2 separate regions of the Sus scrofa genome follow, and region 1 is linked to region 2. A link is a contact called in public HiChIP or PLAC-seq data. All regions are on one chromosome and are shown on one strand. Each heading gives the region's core, a stretch centred on a gene start, on an enhancer-like site or on the middle of the called end of the contact. The rest is flanking DNA. Distances are from core to core; before and after follow the strand shown.

Region 1 (4,736 bases), core at 222-2,721, 330 kb after region 2:
ACACAAATAAGTTAAGCTTAATTCTACTCCCTTGTAGACGACTCCCTTAAACCATTCTCCTCAGTGTGGACTCTAAGGTGGCCTGCAGACAGCACAGGACTGCACCGAGATTTCAAGAAATCCATGGAGATGCAGATGTGAAGGAGACAGTGTATGTTTCAATCAATGCCGGGTACACGAATATTTCTGTGCAGATGTCCAGAAGGGAGCAGAGTGGTGCTTCATGTTCCTTACACCCGAAGAAGCCTCCTTGCTCCCTGAGAGGACACTTGAGTCTGTAAGTCTTTTTAGTGTAGATGAAAGAGGGTAGCAAAATGCAAAGAATTTAATGTTCTGAAAATAGAAGTATAAATAATGCATTGAGTATATAAAGCAAAACTGCACATAATGTACCGCTCTAATCTACTCAGAATTCAGGGCATTGCCAACAGCAGAACTGATGTGTGGCATAAAAAAAGCATCCGAAGAGTGGATGACACTGTGAGTGGGTCTCATGAGGTCTTGGTCAGTGCCACCATCTCCCCTTTTGCCCATTACTTTCTTGGAAATTAGAGCTATGGCTGGAGCCTGTGGAGGGCAGCATTTGCCCCAATTCCTGGCCCTCTCCATTCCCCTCAGAGACTAGCAAGGTGCCCACAAGAAAATCCATAGAAACCAAGTTCTATAAATTATGTCTGCACCCATGGCATATGGAAGTTCCTGGGCCAGGAACTGAATACAAGCTGCGGATGAGACCTATACCACAGCTGTGGCAACCCTGGATCCTTTAACCCACTGGGCTGGGCTGGGGATTGAACCCAAGCCACTGCAGTTGGATTCTTAACCCGCTGCGCCACAGCGGGAATGTCCCACAATGTATCATTTTAACCAAAGGGGAAGAAATTCCCATTTCTCAGTCTTTGTTTTCATCCTGAAAACGTCATGGTATTTGTAGTATTTACACTGTTAGATTTGTAATTTAACGGTAACTTTTTATGTTCTGGTGATGAAATGCACAGCATAAGCTCAGCCAAATCAAGAAGTGCCTCTTGAGCCTGTGTTCACGGCAGCATGCTTCCGCCCAGCATCTGGGGCCCAGCGAGAGCCCAAGACTGAACTTGTTTCATTCTCCTCAGCTGTAAACTGGATGCAGTTGTCTTTTCAGCTTCAGAAGGTCGCTGTGAGGAGTGTTTCCTCCAGACGTACAGTGGCCATTACACTGAGCTACTCATCTTTCTCCTCCCCTTTTCCCCCAAAGAACGTGGGTCTGCCGAAGGCCCACTGGACGGATCCATGGGACGGTCCGTCCGTGTCCCACATACCCTGGTCTTAAAAAGACCTCAGGCCTTCCCAGGTGGCTTTCTCAGGACGAACTCTTTGTGCTGTAGGAGACGAGTACTTTGATTCTGAAAGTGTGCGGAGACAACCCAACATGGTGTGTGTTTTAGGGAGATGAAGACGGTTCTAGAAATGAGGAAGTCTCACTGCAAGATCAAGGAAGGAGCCACGCAATCTGTATTTTGGGAGATTTGCTGTTGAAAAGGAAGTGGATCTAGTCAGCTCTTTTTTTTATTGGCGTATAATTGGCTTATAATATTATATCAGTTTCAGGTGTAGAACATAGTCATTCGATATTTTCACAGATTATAGACCCTTAAAAGTTATTACAAAATAATGGGTATAATTCTCTCTGCTGTAAAACATACCTTGTAGCTTTTTTATTTCATATATAGTAGTTTGTATCTGTTAACCCCATACCCCTACCTTGTCTCTCCTCCCTCCCTCTCCCCACTGGTAACCACTAGTTCGTTTTCTCTGTCTGAGTCGGTTTTTAGTCTGCTACATACATTCATTTGTATTCATTTTTAGCTTCCGTATAAATATCATAGAGCATTTCTCTTCCTCTTTCTGACTTATGTTGCTAAGCATGCTATTCTCTGGGTCCATCTACGTTGCTATGAATGGTAGAGCCTCATTCTTGTTATAGCTGAGTAAGATTCCATGACACGTGTATACCACGACTTCCTAAGCCGATTATCTATTGATGGACACTGGGGTTGCTTCCGTATCTAGGTTACTGTAAATAGTGTTGCTAGGAACACTGGGACGCACGCATCTTTTCGAATGAGTGTTTTCAGGAAATATACCCAGGAGCGGAATTGCTGGGTCATATGATAATTCTATTTTCAGGTTTTTGAGGAACCTCCCTACTGTTTTCCAAAGTGGCTGCAAGAAGTTACATTCTCACAAAAATGCGCACGTGTCCCCTTTTCTCCACATCCTCTCCAACATGTTATTTGCACACTTTGGGTGGCGGGGGGTGGGGGAGGCACACCTGCAACATATGGATGTTCCTGGGCTAGGGACTGAATTGGAGCTGCAGCTGCTGGCCTGTGCCACAGCCACAGCAATGACAGATCCTAGCCACATCTGCAAACTATGCCACAGCTCAGAGCCTTAACCTGCTGAGCGAGGCCAGGGATCGAACCCATATCCTCATGGTTCTTAACCTGCTTAAGAACCTTAGCCACAATGGAAATTCCTATTTGTAGACTTTTTGATGACAGCCATTCTTACAGGTGTGAAGTGATATCTGTGGTTTTGTTTGCACTTCTCTAATAATTAGCATGATGTTGAGCATCTTTTCATGCACCTGTTAGCCATTCCTATGCATGTCTTTTTTGGAAAAATGTTTATTCAGGTCTTTTGCCCATTTTTTGGTTGTGCTGTTTGTGTATTTCAGATATTGACTCCTTATTTGTCATATCATTTGCAAATATTTTCTCCCATTCTGTAGGCTGTCTTTTCATTTTATCAGTGGTTTCCTTTGTTGTGCAAAAGCTTTTAAGTTTAATTAGGTCCTATTTGTTTATTTTTGCTTTTATTTCATTTGACTTGGGAAACAAATCCAAAAAAACATTGCTGTGATTTACGTCAAACAGTGTTCTGCCTGTGTTCTCTTCTAGGAGTTTTATGGTTTTTAGGTCTTACATTTAGGTCTTTATTTATTTTATTTATTTTTTTTTTTTGTCTTTTTAGGGCTGCACTTACAGCATATGGAGCTTACCAGGCTAGGGGCCAAGTCAGAGCTACAGCCACTAGCCTATGCCACAGCCACAGCAACGCAGGATCTGAGCTGCATCTGCGACCTACACCACAGTTCACAGCAACGCTAGATCCTTAACCCACTGAGTGAGGCCAGGGATTGAACCTGGGCTTGTCAACGGCTTGTCAATGGCTCAGCCACGACGGGAACGCCTCATTTAGGCCTTTAATTCACTTTGAGTTTATTTTTGTATATGGTGTGAGGAAATGTCCCAACCTCCTTGTTTCACACGTAGCTGTCCAGTGTTATCAGCACCACTTATCAAAGAGACGGTCTTTCCTCCATTGTAATATTCTTGCCTCTTTGCTGTAGATTAATTGACCGTAGGTGTGTTGGTTTATCTCTGGGCTCTCCATTCCGTTCACTGATGTACGCGTCTGTTTTTGTGCCAGTGAGTCCTCCTGTGATTTAATCTCTTGTCTCTATTCTGCTACCAGCCAGAGGAAACTGCTTTTAAAAGCCTTGTGTCCCTTGGGCCACGCCCACATTCACACTCTCCGTAGCTTCAGGTAACTGACCTGGGGCTTTTCTTTACCTGCACAGTTCCCCCACAGCAGACCAAACAGTGTCTGACTAGCCGACCAACAGACAGGAATCAGTGGGTGGAACGTCTTTAGAATTCCGCCTGCCCTCTCCTTAAAGAGACATTGTGTTGGAAGGATACAGGGAGGACCTAAGAATCCGTGGAGAGTTTGGATGGGCAGCTCTGCAAGTTACAGGGAGCCAGGAAACGCTCCCTGGTGGGACGCATGGCTGGAACCATCTGTCACCATCCCCACACCACCCTGGGGCTTCAACCTTTCATCCTTTTTGCCACACTGGTCATGAATTGAATTTTAGGTGTGGAGGACTTCCCTGGTGGTACAGCGAGTAAAGGATCTGATGTCACTGCTGTGTCGTGGGTTCAGTCCCTGGCCCAGGAACTTCCATCTGCCATGGGCAAGGCCAAAAGTAAAAAGAATGATACATGCGGATGTCTAGCTGATCAACTGGGATCACGTCCCAACAAGGCAGCCATAGGAATAGCAGAAACCAGATCCCCAGACTGTGGGGAACTGTCACTTGGAAAGCATGTGTTTAAACAGGATGAGGTGTGAAATGCACTCACCCCACACTTTCACTAGAGTGAAATCAGTTCCGAAAATGTCTTACACTAATGTCATTTCAAGACAGAGGTTTGGTGTCACACCATGTGAGTTCAAATTCTGGCTGTGCTAAGAGCAGCGAAGCCTCGATTTCCTGTTGACAAAACACTGACAAAGACTCTATAGCACGTGTATCACACGTAAGTGACATAAAGCGGGAACAGTCACTTCCCACAGTGCCTGGCGCATAGTACATTCTCAACAACTGCCTAAATACTCTCTTTTTAGTATGAACAATACTGATCTCACCCATTGAATAAATGCAGGTGTAATCACTTTGTTTAAAATGTTGTCGGAGAGTTCCCAGTGTGGCTCAGCGGGTTACAAACCCGACTAGTATCCATGAGGATGTGGGTTCAATCCCTTGCCTCGCTCAGTGGGTTAAGGATCTGGCGTGGCTGTGGCTGTGGCTGCAGTGTAGGCCGGCAGCTGCAGCTCTGCTTCAACACCTAGCCTGGGAACTTCCATATGCCGCGGGGGTGGCCCTAAAATATATACATAGTCAG
Region 2 (4,494 bases), core at 1,343-3,842:
GTTGACAAAGAAGCTGCGTGTCCTCCCTCCGGCGGCCGGGCTGCATTCCCTCTGCGCCCACATCCAGCCGGCAAGGATTTCTGGCTTCTTCCTCCCTTCCCCCACGTCTCACGGACCGCTGCTGACAGGTGGAGCCCACGACTTTGCAGATGGGAGCGGGCCTGCTGTCATTCTCCTGCCGCTGTGAGGAGAGCCCTGGTGACGATGTGGCACTTCTGCCCCTTGTTCAGAGTGTCAGCAAGTGGCCATCAGGGGACCCTCCTTTTAGGACCCGACATCCCTTCCAGCCTGACGATTTACAGCTGTGCAGGCAGGGGCTGTCTGTGTACCTCGGCTTTCACGGCACCGGACAGTTGCCACTGCAACTTCAGCTGAGGCTTTAATTTTTTCACTTTTTGGGAAATACAATATTAATACAATTTGTCACAATTCTCTAAGGAGCACTATTATGCTAGGATTTTAGTATGTTTTACCAATTTAGTTGTCATAATGGCCTGCAAGTGCCTTGATTTTAAATCCTTATTTCCCAGGTCTTTTGAGAGCTGGCTATAACCTGAGATTATTTCCCTAATGGACTGCCTCTATAATGTTCCTCTTAAAAGCCAAGTGGTACTTATCACTTCATTTTGCAGAGCGAGTGACATTTTTAGCTTGGTATTAATAATCCAACATTATAATAAAAATAATAATAGCAAGGATTTGAAAATCCATTACAAATCTCCCTAAACCCAGGTGAACTCATTAACTCTTAGGTAAAAGAAATTGGAACTAAAAAAAAGGAAAAGGAAAAGAAAGCTCTGCTTTTATTCTGCCCCTTGTGGTGACTTTGAGGGAGCGGAAGAGGTAGAAGTGAATGCTCCCGACTTCACATCTGGGGTTGGGCTCCCTGGAATGACCTGTTAAGATAAGCTGTGAGATTTAAAAATGAACACAGAGAAAGAAACATCCCTCTTATCTTGGAGTCAGACAGATGAATGTGAGGGCAAAGGCCTTGTTTCTGCTTTTGTGGTCCCAGGAGGTGGGCTGAGGCCAGAGAACAAAGCGACCTGGCTAAGCTTCCCCACCTTGCAAACAAAACCTGCAAACAAGCTAGGATTGTTCAACAATCCGAGTCTTATCGGAACAAGCTTCATCCTCTGTTTTTCTGTCTGAGAGATGGGCGCTTCGGTCACGGAGCGGGATGCTGGCCTCCCAGGCCTCTCCAGTGTCGGGCTGTAGGTGGACGTCCCAACCCAGGGCCTGAGGCTGTGGCCTGACGTGCAGACAGGGTCTGTACAGTGAGGATTAAGTTAAGGGGTCCTTGCGGGGCCCGTGTGCTTATGAAAGGGGATCAGGACCCGGCCTCACCCAGGGGAAGCAGACTGCGTGACGGTAAGATCAGAGACTGGGGGCTGCGTCTGCCAGCCCAGGAACCGCAGGCTGCCAGGAAAACCACAGCCACAGGAGAGAGGCCTGGAGCAGATTCTCCCTCGGAACCTCGAGGAGAAATTAACCTGTGGGCACTTGACCTTGGACTCTGGCCTCTGGACAGTGAGACAGGAGAGGTCTGACACGTCGTTCGTGTCTTTGTTACGGAAGCCCCAGCAAACCAACACTGGACACACGGGGACCCAAAGCCCAGGCCCCATGACGTCCAGGCCTGTTGAGCGCTCCAGTGAGTTTAGTGGGTGATTCCCCATGAGACTCTAAACGACCACATGCAAAGCATCAAGGGAAGGCCTCAGAGTGATTCGAACAGCAAATGCTGTCAGAATTCAGAGGGCAGGAGAGAGACAGAGCTGGAAACTTCCAAAGAGTCCCACTGCTTGGATCAAAGAGCAAAGGAAGAAGAGAGCCTATGAGTCGAGAGGAAGAAAGCAAAGGCCTGGTTTTGGAGATGCGTGCTGGGAACCAGAGCCAAGGCCCCATCTCTTTGCAGGTCTCATTGGCTGTGGAAAGAGAACCAGTGGGACAGAAAGGACCCCCTGCAGGCGAGGGGCTCGGGTGGTGGAGGAGGGAGCCCTTCCATCAGACTCAAGGTCTCCGGGAGGTTGTGTTTTCCTCTACCCACCAGTTTAAGAAAACATAGAAAAGCCAAACTATAAAGATGTATTCTGCTACTTCCATGCAGCGCCAACATCAGGGCCAAACATCCAGGTAATATGCAGGTACATCCCTGGCAAGGCCCTTGTTGCCTGGGAATGACTTTATCATTTAAGACCATGAAAGAAAGTTGGATTTTATGCTTAAAGATGGAAACATTTCTTGCCATTTGTAGAGCTTATCCAAACTCAACTTCACGTTCCTATTCAATCCCCATAAATGGGAAAAAAAGCTATTTAATGATTGACTGGGGTTGCCTTTAAATATAGTTTTGGCCTGTCTTTGAGGGCTTTTTCTTTCATTTTCTCTTAGTGGGTTTCCATTTGCTATGGCCTCTCCTGGTTGGTTCCATCTTTTCAGCAGCTCATGCGATTCTGCCTTTATGGTGCAGATGCAACCCCTCTATCATTTTATTTTCCTCTGAGGAAATTCTCAATATGTGAGTTTAACTCTCAAAGTTGGTGAGACAAGGAAATGGCGAAAAACCACAGTGGAAATGTGACTCACTCAGAAACTTCAGAATGGCCATGTGCTACTAAAAAGAATTAGTCATCCCCACGGCCTGGCCAGACGTCTCCTTGGATCTCCTGTACATAATTTACTGGTCTTTCAGCGCCTGGTTTGTTCGGGGTGAACACTTGCTACCCGAGTGGGCATCATCCTCCTTGCCACGCGGTCTTCCTCGCCTCTCCTCCACCAGTGGGAACAGAGATTCACCTAGGCCATGTGTGCTCAGGAGGATGCCTGCTGTATACTTTCACCCACTGGATTAAGAATTAAAAGTGAGTAATTCTAGGACGTGGTCGCAGTCATTGAAATAGAGGTAGAAAGGTTGACAAGTCTCATTTAAACATGGGCATTGCAGTCACTGGATAGACATCTGATCGAATCACCATCTGCTCCATTGGCGTGCAGCTCTTCAGAGGAAGAAAAACCAAAGCATAGCTGGGTCTGAGGCATCCTGTTGGAAGGTCAACAGCAAATTACACTTGTGTCTCCCCAGTACCTAGTTCACCGTTTCGGTAATGCACACTCAACCACTCAAGACCCGTCTGTGGTTTAGTGGCAATGTGGGTCTTGGTACAAATTAGAGAGAGACCCCCTTCCTCATCACGCATATGCTGTGCTTGTTGTTTTTCTCAGAAATGACTGACTTTTTCCAGCTTCCCCGAGGTATGGTTGACAAATAAAACTTGTCCATATTTAAGGTGCACCATGTGGTGGTTTGGTACATGCGTAGGTTGTGACACGATCACCACAAGCAAGTTGATGAACATATTGCCTTCACATCGTTGCTGTGTGTGTGAGTGTGTGTGTGTGTGTGTGTGTGTGTGTGTGTGTGGTGAGAACACATAAGATCTCCCCCCTTGGAAACTTTCAAGTGCGCACGTAGTATGATTCGGGGGTGTCGCCACACTGTAGATTAGATCCCCAGAATTTGCTCCTCTTAAAACTGAAAGTCTCCACCCTGGCCCATCTCCAGACTTCGCTCACCACGGCCCCTGATACCCACCATCCTCATCCCTGCTTCTCTGAGTTTGGCTTTTTAGATTCTACATGTAGGTAGACTCGTGCAGTATTGGTCTCTCTTCGTCTGGCTTATTTCACTCGGCACAATGTCCTCCAGGTTCGTCCACGTTTTCCCAAAGGGCAAGATTTCTTTCTTTTTTGTGCTATTATCCCACATTTTCTTTATCCATCTACCCATCCACAAGAACTTAGGTTGCGTCCAAATGTTGGCTATTTTGAATAAAGCCACATCAAGCACCAGACTGCACGTATCTCTTCCAGATAGTGATTTTACTTCCTTCAGATAAATGCCAGGAGGGGGGTTGCTGGATTATAGGGTAGCCCTAGTTTTGATCTTTTGAGGCAATTCCATACTGTTTTCCGAAATGGCTGTACCAGTTTTCTGGCCACGAACAGAGCATTATTCCCTCCCCCACCTTCCTGCCAGCACGCGTTATCTCTTGTCTTTTGGATAATGGCCATCGCAAGAGGTACGAGGTGGCATCACACTGCGGTTTTGACCTGCATTCCCCTGGTTACTGACCTTGAGCATCTCTCCATGTATCCATTGGCCATTATCTACTGTGTGTCTTCTTTGGGAAAAATGTCTATTCAGGTCCTTTGCCTTTTTTTTTTTTTTTTGCTTTTTAGGGCTGCATCTGTGGCATATGAAGGTTCCCAGGCTAGGGGTCCAATCGGAGCTGCTGCTGCTGGCCTACACCACAGCCACAGCAATGCAGGATCCAAACCATCTCTGCGACCCACACCACAGTTCATGGCAACGCTGAATCCTTAACCCACTGAGCAGGGCCGGGGATCAAACCTGTGTCTTCATGGACACTAGCCAGGTTCATTACATTCTGAGCCACAGCAGGAATCCCCTTTGCCCATTTTTAAGTGGTG

The links. HiChIP or PLAC-seq counts read pairs in DNA pulled down with a chosen protein or histone mark.
Region 1: a contact with region 2 is called in an H3K27ac HiChIP or PLAC-seq map of alveolar macrophages. The contact joins two enhancer-like sites. A contact is called at or near these places in 2 of 2 datasets of contacts at active chromatin or transcription factors (alveolar macrophages and skeletal muscle).

Annotation. Positions count from the first base shown.
Region 1 is chr10:66,084,901-66,089,636 of Sscrofa11.1, reverse strand. No RefSeq gene overlaps it. Among named protein-coding and RNA genes, the nearest start is that of AKR1E2, 390 kb to the right of the region's middle. Within about 2 kb of position 1,471, at least 2 of the 83 cell types and tissues checked have an H3K27ac peak or open chromatin away from gene starts, as enhancers often do. A contact at or near this core is called in alveolar macrophages, where this site is marked.
Region 2 is chr10:66,419,344-66,423,837 of Sscrofa11.1, reverse strand. No RefSeq gene overlaps it. Among named protein-coding and RNA genes, the nearest start is that of KLF6, 67 kb to the left of the region's middle. Within about 2 kb of position 2,592, at least 14 of the 83 cell types and tissues checked have an H3K27ac peak or open chromatin away from gene starts, as enhancers often do. A contact at or near this core is called in alveolar macrophages, where this site is marked.